2 separate regions of the Mus musculus genome follow, and region 1 is linked to region 2. The links are chromatin contacts, called in public promoter capture Hi-C maps. All regions are on one chromosome and are shown on one strand. The core of a region is the stretch at or near the end of the contact, and the rest is flanking DNA. Distances in the headings are between cores, read along the strand shown. Region 1 overlaps Kif26b (kinesin family member 26B). Region 2 holds the start of Kif26b (kinesin family member 26B).

Region 1 (4,961 bases), core at 1,921-4,420, 40 kb before region 2:
CATCAAGTCCCATTTCTGATCTCTAACCAGCTGCCTCATTGTTTCCTACAGGAGTGTAAGACTTTTGTCTGAGTTATGCTTTCAGCCTTTATTGGGACTTGGGGTGTATTTTAAAGCACCACATATGAGCTGATGTGAGGGTCCCTACGGCATGAATCCACAGAGGAAAAGTCAGGGTGCCTTGCCTGGTCTCTGAACACAGCAAAATTCACCAAGCAGAACAACTTCCCTGGGAAGGATTTGCTGTTGTCTGCTCTGAACCAATCTCAGAGGGGAGTCCCGGGGAGACATGGTGGCACTCACCAAGCTGTTTTGCTCTCTCAGGGGAATGTGACAACTCCGTCATTACTGTGGAAATGTCACCCTCACCGCATCCCTATGGTCATCAGTACTACAAGTTTTGATTGTCAGTGTGCATTTCCTGGAGTTTTCCTGGATTCTCATGAGAAGAGCCAACATGGCGGCGGCATTTCTCTACCCTGGTCAAATTTTCCTGAAGAACAAGAGTCTGTTTACTTTCCACACACCTTAATGATGATGCTACCACAAATTCCAGAAGTTATTCCAGCAAACGCTGGGAAGAAACTGCACCTACCAACAACAATAAAACATAGTAATGGTGCTTTTAATAGTATCTGGTACCCTGGTGTGCACAAACTGCAGTGCGTGAAGGAGGCGTTGCTGGGAGGTAGCACAAGGATGCTGAAAACACACAGATGCTCTTTTATGGCTCCAATCAGGGCTCGTAAATGAGCAGTTAAGAAATGGCACAAAGGATGCAGTTTGTGGTGGTTGGGGGGGGGGGGCTAAACCCTGAGTCCTTTAAGAGACCTATTTGTTTTGAGACTCACATGGAGCTATAAAGGGATTTTTCCAGAACCTTAAAACATAGGTGTATTTCACTATAGCTTCAGACCAGTGGTAGAGGGGCTTCAAGCAGCATGTGTGTCCCCTGCTTCTGTATTTTAGAAGCATGGATTTGCTCTTTTGACTTTTCTCCCAGGGCTCATATTTGAATCTGCCTTACAGCTTCAGAGGAGAATTTGAACAAGGACTTTCCAGAACTTCTGAACCAGTTTAAACTTAGAGGAAAGTTGTCAGCTGAGATGCAATTTGCTCCATGCAATGGAGATGTGCCTCTCTGAGCTGGGAGAGGAATGCTCATAGTTTGGACCCAGACTGCCCCGAAGCTCCAGAGGTTTGTCCCCAGCCTATAGAGAAATGGGGAAATCTTCAGGAGGAAACTAGCTTGAGTGAGGCACTCTCTCTCTCTTGTCTTCCTTTGTTTCCTGAATTCCAGAAGGTGATCGGGTCTCTCTTCCCACACTCTGGTTGGCGCTACCTCACAAAAGACCAAAACCAACGAGGTCAGGCAAGTTTGGGTGAAACCATAAACCAAAATGAACCACATGGAAGCTGAGATAAAAGAATGCCTTACACCTGGAAGCCCAGGGCCAGCCAGAGCAATACCATAAAACCCCATGATGAGAGAATGAAATGATTCGCTTCTTGGCTCAATATAAAGTTAAGCAGGGACAAATGCTGACTCCGTGGTAACTCCAGAGATCCATATAGTATTACCTACGTGCAACCTCTAGATGCAGTAATCTATCTGCCAAGGTAAAATCTACAGGGTTGGGAGCCCAGGCTGAAAGAAGAGCCACGCTGTTCGTCTTGAAACATGACTGGCAAGGTGTCTGGGTGAAAATCCACACAGAAAGAGGCAAGGGGGGAAATAGGTATCGTTATTAAATGCCTGAGACTCAGAAGTCACTCAGGGAAGCCCCTATACAAAAACTGTCCATATGTCCAGTCTCTTATGGAGCCAAAATCAGTTTCCTTACAGCTTCACTTCATTTCCAAATGGAGAGATTGGGAGTCAGAAAATTTAACAAATCGCCAGCTGTTTTCCAGAGGCGGAGGCAGAAGGATCACAAATTCAAGGGCAGCCTGAGCAACTTAATGGGACTTTGTCTCAAAATAAAATAAAAAGCCAGGCCTGTAAGTCCAGTACTTAAGAGGTGCAGGCAGCAGGTGTAAGGTGTAAGCAGGTGTAAGCTTCATAACTATTGAGGCCAGCCTGGGCTACATAAGACCCTGTCTCAAAAATAAATAAGGGAAAAAAAACCCGAAATAAATAAATAAAAATAGTAGAGCACTTGCCAGGTGTGCATTAAATCCTAGGTACCATCCCCAAGATTACAGACAGAGAGGATGGATTTTGGACAGGATAATTAAGTGACCTTTCCCAAGTTGAAACAACTAGACCAGAAAAAAGACCTTAGGTCTGTCCATCTCTTATGTCCATGGTCTCTCCACTAACCCTTTGGCCTGTGTCCTCCAGGGTAGATGAATTTTGTGATCTTTTCCCAGAAACAGCTTAGTTGATTCTGAGGATACCCAAGCAGGAGTAAGGACAGAGGCCAGTGTTATAAAGGGCCTGGCACATACATTTTAACTTTCCTACCCCCATATTCCCAGATCTTTCCGATCCTGGTCATGACAGCGGGAGACCTTGGGGGAGGGGTGGTACAAAGAGCCTAGTCCTTCCAAATGGGATAATTGAGGACATATGTCTGCCTGGCAATTGCAAAGAAAGCTGCCCTGTGATTCTTATGCCCCAAAGCCATAACATGGACTAACAGGCCGCCTGCCTTCCAACATTCAGGCTGACTTATAAAATGGAATCAAACTAAACAAGGGTAACTTTAAAACCCCAACAGGAAATAAAAGACCCTGAAGCTTGGGCCACCTCCTCAGATACAATCAGACTCCTGTGGTGAGGAATAGCTGGGGGTGAAAACATACCCCCATTTAAAAAAATTCCTACAGAAGCATGGCAAAATTAGAAATGTCTCCCTTGCCCCACCCCCACCTCCAGGCCCCAAAAAGGGAAGCTTGTTCCCATCTGAGGGCAGGGCATGAATGGTGGGCAATGACTTCTCTAACGGTTAGCTTTGACTTCTCCAGGTTGTGAACACAAGGAACTGGAGAGCAGACTTTATGTTACAGCAAAGATCTAAGACCTAGAATTACAAGCCATTTATTGTCGTTATCCACTCCCCGGTTGTCTGCAGTTATAAAGGAGCAATTATCCAGGTGGCTGATAGCCTTTCTGAATGCAGAGCTGCAGAGGGCACAGAAGTTGTGCAGGCTGTAGGTCAGGAAGCAAATGTGGTGAATGTGGAAATACAGAGACTTTAGACTCCTCACCACATCTTCCTGGATCTGGGAGTATCACCAGTACCCCAGGAAGGCACTCAGCATGCGCACACACACACACAGAGACACACAGACACACACATACACACACAGAGATACACACACATACACACACAGAGACACAGAGACACACACAGACACAAGGACACATACACACACACATACGTACACACACATACGTACACACACACACACAAAATGGAAGATGGCTCAGCAGGTAAAGGTGCTTGCTGAAGGAGGCTGTCTACCTAAGTATACAACAAAGACAACAACAACAATAAGAGAACCCCACAACCTAGATAAAGGTGAAAGGAAAGACTCCTTCAAAATTGTTGACTCCACAAAATTGTTCCCTGACCTCTACACGTGTGACACACATGTGCACTCACGTGTACCCTTCATGCACACACAGATCCACACAATAATAACTGTTAGCTAAATTCAAAATGGAACCAACTCAGCCTATTGGCAAGTTTACCTTGCAGTGGTTCAGAAGCAAGAGGGGAGAGGCAATGTTGACACTGAATGGTTCCTCACCCACACGGGAGAGCTAGAGCCTTGAGGCAGAGCTCACACCAGCTTCAGCTCCCAGCTGTGTGGCCAGGAGAAAGTCCCCGGCTTCTGTCACACACAGCAGAATGAAAGAAACAAACTCTCCCTCTCAGGGTCGCTAATGATGCCCAGGACAGAAAAAAGTCCTTTTGCCTTTTACACAAAACAAGAAAAAGGAACAACTGGCAGGTCACACAAGAGCCTTCAGCTCTTCTGAAAAACACCCAGCACTGAAGCTCATCATGAAGCTACAATTATACCTGTTTCTATACATTATGATGGAGAGCGTTTGGGGAAACCCTTGACTCCCTAATCAGCCTACATCTGAAATTCAACAGTTACAAGAATGGCTTCTTAGACATGAAGCTTTAGTCTCTGGGAAAAGGCAGTCAGTGCCCCCTGCCCAGAAAACATAACAGCAACAGTCCTAGTAACAATGCCATCCTCTGTCCCTCCTTTAGTGCAAACACTTTTTTATCCTTTTCTGAAAACAAAGACCAAAAAAAAAAAAAATGAGGATAACCAGAGGCAGATGGAGGAAAGTGGGAGTCAGCCTCAAAGGACAAAAAAATTACAGAATTAGGAGGCTGGAGAATCTGATGACTATTCACGTACACTTCCCAACACAAAGATTCTAACATTCTCTGGGGATGGAGCCTGCGAACCACATCTGCTGTGTAACCCTCCCATTAATGATATTCCAAAATATTTAGGATTTCAGCCACAATATTCCTGCCTCAAAGCCGCTCGAGCTGCAGAAGATTTAAATATTTTGTCTAGGAGATTATCAGGGCTCTAGACAAGATCAACCAGACTCAAGAGACCAAAGAGGAAATAAAACACGGTCTCTAAAACCCAGCTCCTCACTGAATGCAACGTGCGGCAGCCATAGCTTCCCTGTCCTTCCGTGAGCATCTGCGAGAATGAGATTTAGGAGAGAAATGAGATGTGGGAATATTGTAGGCCCCATCTTGGAAATTAAAAATAAATAAGCTAGTAAAGAAACAGTCTTCTGGGATCAACATCACCGCACATTCCTTGTGGGCTTTTCTCTAATCCCATAACACATTAACATCATATATCAAGTGCAGACACATAAATTCCTATTGATTTATCACTGACAGACCAACAGACCACAACCTGCATGAGGGCATGGGCTAGGTTTATTTGACTGGCTGCCCATGAAG
Region 2 (4,623 bases), core at 1,431-3,930:
ACGGGGTGGGAAATCAAGTAATATTAATGGAAAAAAAGAAACTAGGTCTGTGTTTGGGGAAAGGTGTTAAATCAAGACAGTGTAAGGCTGAGAGAGGATCCTGGCCCTGAGATTTACTCTTGCGGTGTCCTGGAAGATTAATGAAGGAACGACAAAAATGCCAAATTGACAATAACCCAGAGTTAATTATTCTCGAGATTAAGTTCTAGATTTATAAAACCAATTCTCCCGGGAGCGACTTTTCCCGTTTTAAATTTTACAGCAGTCTATGGCTGTCTGTGTAATTGAAGCCTGGTATACAAAACATCCATGTGTGTGCATGGATAAGCAGAAGAGGCAAGCAGATGTGGCTACTCCTAAGCCCTGCTATTCGGAATCACAATATTTCATTTCAAAAGTCACAAAAAAATAAACCAGAAAATGTCATTGAGCAGTGTCAGCAACCTCCCCCCCAGTAATGCGGTTTTCTTGATGTTTTTCTCGAACCACTGATAAAAACTCTTTGAAGTGGATGAGTAAATATTATCATGTGATAGTACTTGGACCCAACTGTGCAAATACAACTGCATTGTGTTCCGCTCTGGGGGCTCCAGGCCGGTCAAACCACGCAGACGGGGTTGCTATGGAGGAACCAATGTGCTTATTAAATAAGCCCAGGAGCAGGTCAGGATGTAGCTCAGCTCTTACAGCGGGCCACCTCTTAATCTTCCTCACTTAGACACATGGAGTGTTAAGAGAGAAATGCTGGCTTTGGAAAATATGTTTCTGTGATGCAGGGAAGGTAGAGCCACAAATAAGCCATTGGAACCTGGAACTCGCAGCAGCTGGCTGTTAGTGCCCCCTTTGGCATGCTGCTGCAGACAGGGTAGGGAGAACCTGTATGGCTAACCCACTGGGGGCATCCCCTGGCGCCGCGAAGCCGGGTGCTCAGCTAGGGGCCTTACACCCGGGCGCCTCGAGGCAGCATCCTAAGGTGGGGCGCATCTTCCCGCAGAGCACCCCGCAGTAGCTCACCTTTCCCGGGAGGGGTCCCGGCAGCAGCAGCTTGAGAGCCTGCCTCTTCAGCTCCACCAAGCGGGCGTTACAGTTCTCGCACCAGACGCCGCGGTCGGAGCCGGGGGAGGAGCCGCCGCCGCTGCCCGAGCCAGGGGAGCCGGTGCCGAAGCCGGGTGAGCCGCCCAGAGAGCCGGGCGAGCTGGTACCAATGCCCGGAGATGCAGGTCCCGGAGAGCCGGTGAAGGAGCTCGGGGACGAGGTGCCCGAGCCCGGGGACGGGGTGCCCGATGAGCCCAGCGCAGAGCCTGCTCCCTCCGGGGTGGGCCGGCTGCCGGCGCGCGACTCCTCGTAAGCCTTGCGGTACCAGCTCTCAGGAGAGCAGGGCGCTGAGGGCTTGGTGGGCGAGCACATTTCGTTCACCTGCCGGAGAGACGCGCGGCGTCAGGCCCTGTAGAGCCATCAGTCCCCCGTGCGGCGGAGGGCTGGTGGGGGGGGGGGGTCGCCGTCCTGCCCGCACTGATGCAAACCTGCCCTCCATCTATCTCCATCCTTCAAGTGACCAATCCTTAAGGAAGTCCTGTCCCACCCACCCTCGCCAGAGTGACCCGCACGCAGGTCCCCCTCCATTCCTCCTGGGGTCAGCACAAGAGCTTGCGGGGTGTGGATATCCTGCAGCTTCTGCGAGAACACCCAGAAATCCAGCGCCCTACTCTTTCAAACCCGGTACCCACCCCAGCAAGGGCCTAGGTACACAGTCCTAGAACACCCTATCGCAGGGTGGGTGACTGTGACTTCTGGATGTTTACTCATTCGGGGAACAGCCCCCACCCCAGGTCCTGCAGGTAAAGCAAACGGGCTCCCCGCTCCAGGGCAGCGATCCGAGGGAAGAGCAGAGGAATTCCTGGGAAATGCTCCCCCTCGGCTTAACTCTGTCTGCAAGTCCCGAAATACTGCAAAAGTTAAGGGTGTGAGGAAAGGGAGGAACCAAGGGCTGAAGACATTCCCGTAGCCAGGCGAGCTGCAGACCCGCCTCCATGCACGCACGACCCCGCCGGCCGTGGGGACGCCGGTGCACCCGAGAGCTGGGGACCCTGCATCCGCCGCCGGCTCCCGGGAAGCAGAGGACACCCACTCAGATGAGTCCCTGGAAACGCATCTCCTCGTGGACACCGCCACAACTTACCCCGTATTTCTTGCCCCTGGTGGAGACCGCAAGCCTCTCTTTATTTCCGGCTACCGAATTCATGGTGGCTCTTCCAGAGGAAAGGGTCTAAATGTTCCCACAAGGCTACATCCAAAAGGTCTGCCAACCCAGACGCGTCCCCCCTCGTGGTAGGGGTTGGTCCTCAAGTCAAGATTTCTTAATGGGGGGTTGGGAAGAATGAAAGCAAATGGACCCCAGAAGTAATAGCACCAATTTGCAGGAAAGGTTGGAACGGCTGGTGGTTCTCAAATAATGGGTCTTCTCATCTCTCTGCCTCCTCCAGCCACGCGTCCTCTCTTCGCGGTCACATCCAGATCGCTAGCATTTTCCTCCACCCGGCCAGCGCGCGTTCTCCTCTAGCGGGGCCGAAACGGAGGAGGACGGCGGCGAGGACGCAGGGAGGCTGCAGGGAAGGTGGGCGAGCCCTCGCCGAGCCGAGCCGGCGGTGGGAACTTGCCTCCTTCCCCGAGCTCGCTAACTGAGTTCAAAGAAATTCTCCCAAAATATAAGGATCCAGACTCGGGGAGGAGCCACGGCGTGTCGCCGAGCCAATATGCGCCGTCCCGTTTTCTCCTGACAGTTGCGCGCAGGGCAAGGAGAGGGCGGCTGTACGCGGCCGGAGAGCAGCCCGCGGTCAGGACGCGTGTGTCCGTCCGGGAGCAGCGCGGAGCCTAGGGAACCTCAGCCCCGCCGCCTCGGAGCCCGCCGGGCCGCCGCCGCCGCCTCGCCTGCCGCGATCCATTTACGGCGCGGCGCTTGGGCCTGGCATCGCCAGGCGCAGCCGGGGCGGGGGTGGGGTCGTAAATCTGGCTCCGGGCGGGGAAGTTGCTGGCGAGGGGCCCACAGCCCCGGGCTCCGGTGCTATCCAGCGCGCGAGCCTGTAGCTCGGAGTCGGCCGAGCTGCGCTGAAACGCAGCACCCAGGCCTCCCCGCCCCCCTCCCCGAGAGCTGGTCTCTTCCTGGCAAGGCGTGCAGGTCTGCCTTTGAAAAGCCGTGCAAACGGATTGAGTCACAAACAAGTCCGCAAACAGGCCGGGACCAACCCCCCCGCCCTTTGTTCTCCCAGACCTGCCTGGCAAACCTTGTCTTGATTCGCCCTCCTAGCCCCAGCGGGCCAGGGGACCCTCCTCCCCTGGACCCCGATTTGAGCACCGGGAGCCTTGAGCCCCCCTTCCCGCGCCCGCCCACGGGCCCAAGCCCCTGTTAATGAAGGGAAAACCTCCCGAGACCTGCACAGGTGAGCCCGAGACCCAGCCTGTAGCTGCCAGGCTGGGGAAACTGAGGGATTGGTCGCGCCGAACGCGCGCGGAAGGACTGCGCGGGCCTGGAGAGGGGGTGTGGCGCGAGCTGATCGACCTCGGGGACTGGGATCGTCCCCTTGCCCCTTTGCACGGTTGCCTGCCAGCACCCGGACCTGTGGGATCTCCAGAGCACCCAGCTGTCGCCCGCTGTCTGATTCCCGTCCCCCGCCCGGCGCAGCGCCCAGGAGCGCAGGAAGCCGGCGTACGCCGGGCTCCACACGTGGCTGCTCCGGGGTGTCATTTTTCATTTCCCGGGAGGACATTTCTTCTGGTGAGCCGGCAGGTCTATTTTGTTGTGACCTTTAATTAACACCCCACGAGACGCCTCCTGCGGGACCAGCCGGGCGCGGAGATCACGTGTGGTGTAATGGCATCTGGGTACCCCGGAAAGACCTGGCCTGGGGCTAGGCGGGGGCAGGAGGACATTTCGGGCTTCCCTAGTCGCTGTCTTCCTTCAACATATGCAAGAGAAAGGAGGGGGCAGAATACAACAATTGGGGTGCTAGAACCCGGGGCAACGCCCCCCCCTCCTGTCTTCCTGTGTGAACCTTCGGCGCCTCCCGGGCATCGCCATCCCCGCCCAGCGCCCTCTGCAGCTGGTGCACCCCGGATATTTCATAGCCTCTAAAGCGAGGCGAGAAGGTCAAAATGAAGATGTTGAGAACACTGTGGAAGTTTCCATTACGTTCCTACTTCCAATTTCAACGCGATCATATCTGCCGAAGACCTTAGGGGGACTGGTAGCCTCCAGGCAGCCCAACTGCAGCCGCATCTGTATTCTGCCTAGGTGCCGCGGAAAATATCGTCGCCATTAGCTACGCGCGGCTTATCAGCCTCAAAGCAGCATGTGGCCAGGTGAAATGGACGAGCCCGTGAAGCCCGAAGTGGGAAAGGTGGGGTGTCGAAGGGAGAGCCATTGCGGAGCTGCACGATTCGTCCTGAAGAATGATGAGCCCTGAGATCTGATGTGCATCTCAAAATATCTTCGGTCCCCGGCGTTTGATGGGCTCGGAGCGCCCTCTGTTGGTGAAATTTTATAGATGGCGGCTCCTCAAGAGAGTTGATGTAAAATCTACATACAGTGAAATGCATAAAATTTAAGTGTAAAATTCCATGAGTTTC

The links. Promoter capture Hi-C pulls out the DNA fragments that hold promoters and counts their contacts.
Region 1: a contact with region 2 is called in a promoter capture Hi-C map of maxillary cranial neural crest, with 2.4 times the contacts expected there. The contact joins the enhancer-like site here to the promoter of Kif26b in region 2. A contact is called at or near these places in 2 of 39 promoter capture datasets (the 3T3-L1 cell line and maxillary cranial neural crest), 3 of 484 Hi-C or Micro-C datasets (the HL-1 cell line, cranial neural crest and embryonic stem cells), 4 of 115 datasets of contacts at active chromatin or transcription factors (embryonic limb bud and embryonic stem cells) and 2 of 9 other capture datasets (adipose tissue and liver).

The regions. Positions count from the first base shown.
Region 1 is chr1:178,566,955-178,571,915 of GRCm38.p6, reverse strand. The region is part of intron 2 of Kif26b (kinesin family member 26B); the gene reads right to left. Among named protein-coding and RNA genes, the nearest start is that of Kif26b, 40 kb to the right of the region's middle. Within about 2 kb of position 3,170, at least 19 of the 459 cell types and tissues checked have an H3K27ac peak or open chromatin away from gene starts, as enhancers often do.
Region 2 is chr1:178,527,182-178,531,804 of GRCm38.p6, reverse strand. Kif26b (kinesin family member 26B) reads right to left here and starts at 2,680. Exons shown (of 15, transcript NM_001161665.1): 1 at 2,180-2,680; 2 at 1,015-1,416. The coding sequence starts at 2,242.